2 separate regions of the Ovis aries genome follow, and region 2 is linked to region 1. A link is a contact called in public Hi-C data. All regions are on one chromosome and are shown on one strand. Each heading gives the region's core, a stretch centred on a gene start, on an enhancer-like site or on the middle of the called end of the contact. The rest is flanking DNA. Distances are from core to core; before and after follow the strand shown. Region 1 holds the start of TIGD3 (tigger transposable element derived 3). Region 2 has its middle 4.1 kb from the start of TRNAE-UUC.

Region 1 (3,683 bases), core at 278-2,777:
CAGCCGATGCTGGGCACAAAGTCCTGGCCCAGGATGTCGGCCAGCTCCTTGGCTTTGTGGAGCAGCATGGGCCCCGTCACGTCCCAGGCCTTGGCCCGGGCAATGTGGTACCAGCAGAGCAGAGCCTCGTCGATGCCGCTGTACTTGGACTCCCGCTTGCGCTTGCGCTCCCGGTTGGCCGTGCCGCTGCACCAGTCCGCCAGCAGCTTCTCTTTATTCTTGCAGATGCGGGAGATCTGAGGCTGGGAGACCTGGAAGCGCCGGGCCACCTCCGACTGGGACATCTTGGACTCATCCAGGAGTTCCAGCACCTGGATCTTCTCAGCCAGGGACAGGGCATGAAGCTTCTTCTTGCCACACAGCTCCATGGCCTCTCAGCGGCACCTGGGCGGGGAGGAAAGGGTGAGCAGGGGACCGACGGTGGAGGCCACGCGGGTTAGGAGAGGAGCGCAGCAAGGAAAAGAGAGTATATGGGGCAGGGAGACAGGTTGGTGTGGAGGGGCGGGGTGGGGGGGGCAGTCCAGGGAAGGCTGGACCAGCTGGGAGAGGGTGAGGGTACCCTGGGTAGGAAGTGAGAAGGCTGGGCTGAAAGGAAGGGAAGAGGCCAGGCTGGGTGGGCAGTGGGCCGGGCACTGATGGGAAGAATGACAGAATGGAGCCTGGAGGGGGTGGCCCCCTGGTCAGAGGGAGAAAGGGGTCTGCGGGAGAAGGATGAATAGAGCCGAGGGGACAGCTGCAGACACAACAAAGGAGCGTGGACGGGGGAGGACAGGGGGCTGGGGCCGAGGCGGGCAGGTGTACGGGATAATCAGAGCGGGCGGGAGGAATCCCCAGGATGGGGAGGGGCGGTGGGCCTAGGCTGAATTTAGATGAAAATGTTGGGGGCAGGGTGGTGGAGTGAATGAACAGAGTTGGGGGGACAGGTGTACAGACGACAAAGAGGGACGGACTAGGGGCTGAAGAAGCAAGTCTAATTTGGGGCTGGGTCCTGAGCAGGAAAGGCTGGGCCGGGGTCCGGGCTGGAGAGGGGGTGGGTGGGAGCACAAGGCCGAAAGGCAGGTGCACAGGCGACAAAGGGCAGGAGGGGTTAGGAGGCCGCGGGCAGCGAGAGGGGCGGGTTGTCCTCGGCGGAGAGGCTTGTGGCCTGGGAGGGCGGGGGAACAAGCGTCCGGGACCCAGGCAGGCCAGGAGTCGGGCTCCGCAACTCGGCCGGCCTCTCCCTCTGGTGACCCGGAGTCCATCGTCAGGGCGGACCCAGTCATCTGCCTGCCCGGCCTCCCCGCCTCCCTGCTTCCAGCCCTTCCGCTCCGCACCCACCTCAGGCGCTCGTCCCGCGGCCCTGGCTAGGGCCGGACTCTCGAGCCCCTCTCCCGGCGGCTACCGGAGAGCAGGAGAGGGACGCGCCGAGCGGACAGAGGGACTGCGCGGGCGGCGGGCGCGCGCACCCTTTGCGCGCAGCCCGCGCGGGGGTCTCTCCAGGCTGGGAAGACCGCGGTCCGCCGCTCAGCTCCCACCCGCCGCAGCCCCGCCCCGAACCAATTAGATTGGCCTCCGGTGGACTCGGTCCCGCCCCCGGCTAAGTCTCATTGGACATTGAGAAAGTGGCGGGTCGTCAGGTCCCCGGGGGGACGGAGCTTTCTGCAAGAAGGGGTGGCGAGGCGGAGACTGGTCGCGGCGGGAGTCCTGGATGCGCCGCCAGCCTCAGAGGACCCGGCCCTCAGAGCCTGACAGGACTCGGCAGCGTGGACGCAGGACGTCTTCCTGGCCGTGACCCTAGGCAGCTTCCTCATCTACCAAACAGATCTCGTTCCTCTCACCCAGTGATCTTTAAAAAATAGAAGCAAGTTATAAGCCACACAAAAGATGTTACCATGGACAGCACTGACCTCAGGTCGGTCAGCCAAGGTACAACAGACTGTTGTATCCACGCGTTCTGGGAAACAAACTCACTCAGAAGGACAATGCAGATAGTGGAGTGCAGGTTATTACACCAGCTGGCCCAAGGCAGAGTCTCCTCTTACCCAAGGACCCCGACCTGTTTTTGTGAAAACCTTATATATCTGTGAAGGAGGAAACAGAACAGGCTTCATCTTGAAAGCAGGACTCCATCTTGGGCTGGACTGTGGACTTTGAGCTCTATGCCCAGTATCTATGGAAACGACATACCAACTAGAAAACCAGACCCCTCAGATGGAAGAGCCCCAGGGCTCATACCTAGACTCTCTGCCGCCTGAAAGAATACCCTAATTATCTGTATAATCTAATGGAATCATAAATTTTATTATGCTTATTGGGGTATGACCACAGGCCTATTGATAATTGTCCACTGTTAACTACCTAGGCTTAAGGCATATGAATCACGGGTTAACTTTGATTGTATCTTTCTTTTCCTTTGTTCAGACTAGTTTCAGGGAATTTGGGGAAGTGGGTTTGGGCACGTACACTTAGGGTATTTAAGGTTTTCACAAAAACTGGTCAGGGTCCTTGGCTAAGAGGAGACTCTGCCTTGGGCCCGCCGGTGCAATAAACTGCCCTCCACTATCTGCATTGTCCTTCTGAGTGAGTTTGTTTCCCGGAATGCGTGGCTACAATACCCTAAGTATATCTGCCCAAACCCACCTCACCAAATTCCCTGAAACTAGTCTGAACAAAGGAAAAGAAAGATACAAAGTTAACCCGTGATTCATATGCCTTAAGCCTACATGGTTAACAGTGGAGAATTATCAACAGGCCTGTGGTCATACCCCAATAAGCATAATAAAATTTATGACTCTATTGGGTTACACAGATAATAAGGGTATTCTTTCAGGTGATGGAGAGTCTAGGTATGAGCCCTGGGGCTCTTCCATCAGGGGGTCTGGTTTTCCAATTGGTATGTAATAAGGGTATTCTTTCAGGTGACAGAGAGTCTAGGTATGAGCCCTGGGGCTCTTCCATCAGGGGGTCTGGTTTTCCAATTGGTATGTCGTTTCAGATACTGGACATAGAGCTCCAAGCCCACAGTCCAGCCCAAGATGGAGTCCTGCTCTCAAAATGGAGCCTGTTCTGTCTCCTCCTTCAAGACTTACTTGCTTGGGGCTAGCTGAGTTAGGGCACGTGGAGATTAATTTTTTAGTTTTGGTACCTTTTGGGCAAGACTCAAGTTCCTAAAGTCAAGATTTAGTAGTATTTCTTTCCTTGGTAGACTTCAGTTCTTTGAAATCCAATAGACTTTTTAACCCCGGGTCTAGAGTGCCGAATCCTCAGCCTCTAGCCTGCTTTCCTCTCCCTTCATAGTCAGTTGAAAGGCTGGGGCCACAGGTGAGTCCCCCTTCTCACAAGCTTTCCTTCCCATCCCATCCCTGATCCCTCTTCCATCCTTCTATGTCTCATCCTAAATCCTCCTTCAGCAACCTTTCCCAATCTCAGCAATGCAGGGTTCTCATCAGCATTCTCATCTTCTACACTTACTCCACCTGCAAGGATCGTCTCACTGCTTTACTCCTTCTGCTCTAGGCCTACTTCCAGGTACAGACAGGATGGGGGCTGTGCTGTGTCCCTAATACAATTCCAAACTGAAGCACCCGGCTTACTTAACTGAGCACAGGGGCCCAGGCCACTCTGCCTTCCAGGAGGAAACAAGCGGCTTTCAGGCTGGCCCAGAAAACCCTAAGCGTATTTCAGGGGGTTCATAACTGATTCAT
Region 2 (3,623 bases), core at 486-2,985, 50 kb before region 1:
TGCAGATGGGACCATCTTCGGACCTGAGCCTGTCTCACCCCCTTAGTGACCCCGCTGGAGCACTGGTTGTTCAGACTCTCCTTGACCCTCTGAAGGAGGACGTTTCTGTTCCGACTGCCTTTGGCGCCTGAGTGGCATCGGAGAGAGAGGGTGAGACAGAGAAAGGCGTGTGTGGTGCGGGAGCTGCCTCTGGGCAGAGCTGCTGCTGCTGCTGCTAAGTGGCTTCAGTCGTGTCCGACTGTGCGACGCCATAGCAGCCCATCAGGCTCCCCGTCCCTGGGATTCTCCAGGCAAGAATACTGGAGTGGGTTGCCATTTCCTTCTCCAATGCATGAAAGTGAAAAGAGAAAGTGAAGTTACTCAGTCGTGCCCGACTCTTAGAGACCCGGTGGACTGCAGCCTACCAGGCTCCTCTGTCCATGGGATTTTCCAGGCAAGAGTACTGGAGTGGGTTGCCAGAGGAACCTCTCCAAATGGTCCATCTGCCCCTGGAGGCTGCTGACCTTGATGCTGGGAGCGAAGCCTCTGCTTACTGACCCAGAGAGTCAGCTATTACCACTTCCTCCTCCTCCCCAAATGCCAAGGTCAAAGAGGCAGGGGACACAGAGGTCCTGGGAAGAGCAGGAGCTATTATTATTCTCCCGCTTGCAAATTATACCTAAGACAAGTAGCTCAAAATAGCTGAGGGCAGAGTACGGGTGGGGGAAGGGAGGTGCTGAGAGATGGGCGGGACTGCCGGGAAGCGGCATGGGGGGAGGGCTGGGGCCTGGGACAGTCCCCAGGCATGGGAGCAGGGCTGACGAGAGCAGGGCAGACGTGAGCAGACCCCGAGTGTGCCCACCCCACTTCCTGGATTCCATGGTTTTAAATATTTTGACTCTGTTTTCATTCCACACACACACACAATCCTAAAGCAGAATCTGTTTTCATCACACACACACACACACACACTCCCAAAGCAGAATCTGTTCTTGGGATGTAGATCCTGATCTTTGAAATATGTGGTCCCTCACCAACCTAGACAGCATATTAAGAAGCAAGCAGAGACATTACTTTACCAACAAAGGTCCGTCTAGTCAAGGCTATGGTTTTTCTAGTGGTCATGTATGGATGTGAGAGTGGGACCATACAGAAGGCTGAGTGCCGAAGAGTGATGCTTTTGAACTGTGGTGTTGGGGAAGACTCTTGAGAGTCCCTCGGACTGTAAGGAGTCCAACCAGTCCAACCTTAAGAAGATCAGTCCTGAGTGTTCATTGGAAGGACTGATGTTGAAGCTGAAACTCCAATACTTTGGCCACCTGATCCGAAGAGCTGACTCATCTGAAAAGACCCTGATGCTGGGAAAGATTGAAGGCGGGAGAAGGGGACGACAGAGGATGAGATGGTTGGATGGCATCACTGACTCGATGGACGTGAGTCTGAGTGAACTCCAGGAGTTGGTGATGGACAGGCAGGCCTGGTGTGCTGCAGTCCATGGAGTCACAGAGTGGGACACGACTGAGCGACTGAACTGAACACCAACTGGGGACCGGAGGGAGAAACCCTGTATCTGGTGCTCTTGAAGGCCCAGAACCCCTGATCGTGGACCAGAAGAAGGTGGCGGCGGTCAGAAGCCAGGCGGTCCCCCTGAGAAGCAGCAGGCCGAGTTCCGGGCTGCGGGCTGCGTAGGATCCGGGCAGGAAGTGTGGGCTCCGCCTCTGCCGCTGAGCTGGAGAGGAAAGGGCGGGCTCAACTGCTCCCTGCTGGCCACAGCCGGACCTGCAACCTACAGGCAGCCGCTCCAGCTCCCCTGGCGACCGCCTAAGGAGGTCTGGTCGGAGCCCGCTGAGAGGAGGCAAATCCATTGCCGCGTGCAGCACAAAGCAGTGAGTGAGGTTCTGTGGCAGGAAGGATGGCGTGGTAGACAGAATAAGGACCCCCAGGATGTCTGCATCCTAACCCCAGAGCCTGTGAATGTTAGGTTACATGGCGAAGGGAAATTCAAATTGCTAATCAGTAGACTTTAATAGATGGACTTCCCTGGTGGCTCAGATGGTAAAGCGTCTGCCTACAATGCGGGAGACTGGGGTTCGATCCCTGGGTCGGGAAGATTCCCTGGAGAAGGAAATGGCAACCCACTTCAGTACTCTTGCCTAGAAATCGCATGGATGGAGGAGCCTGGTGCAGGCTACTGTCCATGGGGTCGCAAAGAGTCGGACACGACTGAGCGACTTCACTTTCACTTTCAGACTTTAATAGGGAAATTATCCTAGATTATCCGCCTTAAGTTCAGTCGCTCAGTCGTGTCCGGCTCTTTTGTGACCCTATGGACCACAGCACACCAGGCTTCCCTGTCCATCACCAACTCCTGGCGCTTGCTCAGACTCATGTCCATCCAGTTGGTGATGCCATCCAACCATCTCATCCTCTGTCGTCCTCTTCTCCCGCCTTCAATCTTTCCCACATCAGGGTCTTTTCCAATGAATCAGTTCTTCCCATCAGGTGGTCAAAGTGTTCTAGTTTCAGCTTCAGCATCAGTCCTTCCAATGAATATTCAGGACTGATTATCAGCCTTGGCCCAGTGTAATCGTGAGGAAGAGGAAGGCAGAAGAGCCAGAGAGAAACATGGAGAGAAAAGGAAGAGAGCAGTGCTGTGAGGACCCCACTGGCCTTCACTGGCTTTAGGGATGGAGGAGGGGGCCACTGAGCCCAGGAAATAGATTTATTCTCCTTAAAGGAGTACATCAAGGCTGTATATTGTCACCCTGCTTATTTAACTTATATGCAGAGTACATTATGAGAAATGTTGGACTGGAAGAAACACAAGCTGGAATCAAGACTGCCGGGAGAAATATCAATAACCTCAGATATGCAGATGACACCACCCTTATGGCAGAAAGTGAAGAGGAACTAAAAAGCCTCTTGATGAAAGTGAAAGTGGAGAGTGAAAAAGTTGGTTTAAAGCTCAACATTCAGAAAACGAAGATCATGGTGTCTGGTCCCATCAGTTCATGGGAAATAGAGGGGAAACAGTGGAAACAGTGTCAGCCTTTAGTTTTGGGGGCTCCAAAATCACTGCAGATGGTGACTGCAGCCATAAAACTAAAAGACACTTACTCCTTGGAAGAAAAGTTATGACCAACCTAGATAGCATATTCAAAAGCAGAGACATTACTTTGCCGACTAAGGTCCATCTAGTCAAGGCTATGGTTTTTCCTGTGGTCATGTATGGATGTGAGAGTTGGACTGTGAAGAGGGCTGAGCGCTGAAGAATTGATGCTTTTGAACTGTGGTGTTGGAGAAGACTCTTGAGAGTCCCTTGGACTGCAAGGAGATCCAACCAGTCCATTCTGAAGGAGATCAACCCTGGGATTTCTTTGGAAGGAATGATGCTAAAGCTGAAACTCCAATACTTCAGCCACCTCATGCGAAGAGTTGACTCATTGGAAAAGACTCTGATGCTAGGAGGGACTGCGGGCAGGAGAAGGGGACGACAGAGGATGAGATGGCTGGATGGCATCACTGACTTGATGGACGTGAATCTGAGTGAACTCCAGGAGTCAGTGATGGACAGGGAGGCCTGGCGTGCTGTGATTCACGGGGTGGCAAAGAGTCGGACATGACTGAGCAACTGAACTGAACTG

The links. A called contact is a pair of places that touch in the nucleus more often than the background predicts.
Region 2: a Hi-C map of hypothalamus shows a contact between it and region 1, with 2.3 times the contacts expected there. The contact joins the enhancer-like site here to the promoter of TIGD3 in region 1. A contact is called at or near these places in 8 of 16 Hi-C or Micro-C datasets (hypothalamus, liver, mesenteric adipose tissue and 4 more).

Annotation. Positions count from the first base shown.
Region 1 is chr21:39,997,918-40,001,600 of ARS-UI_Ramb_v3.0, reverse strand. It overlaps TIGD3 (tigger transposable element derived 3), which reads right to left and starts at 1,527. Exons shown (of 2, transcript XM_004023478.6): 1 at 1,318-1,527; 2 at 1-384. The coding sequence starts at 368.
Region 2 is chr21:40,048,578-40,052,200 of ARS-UI_Ramb_v3.0, reverse strand. No RefSeq gene overlaps it. Among named protein-coding and RNA genes, the nearest start is that of TRNAE-UUC, 4.1 kb to the left of the region's middle. Within about 2 kb of position 1,735, at least 39 of the 54 cell types and tissues checked have an H3K27ac peak or open chromatin away from gene starts, as enhancers often do. A contact at or near this core is called in hypothalamus, liver and muscle, where this site is marked.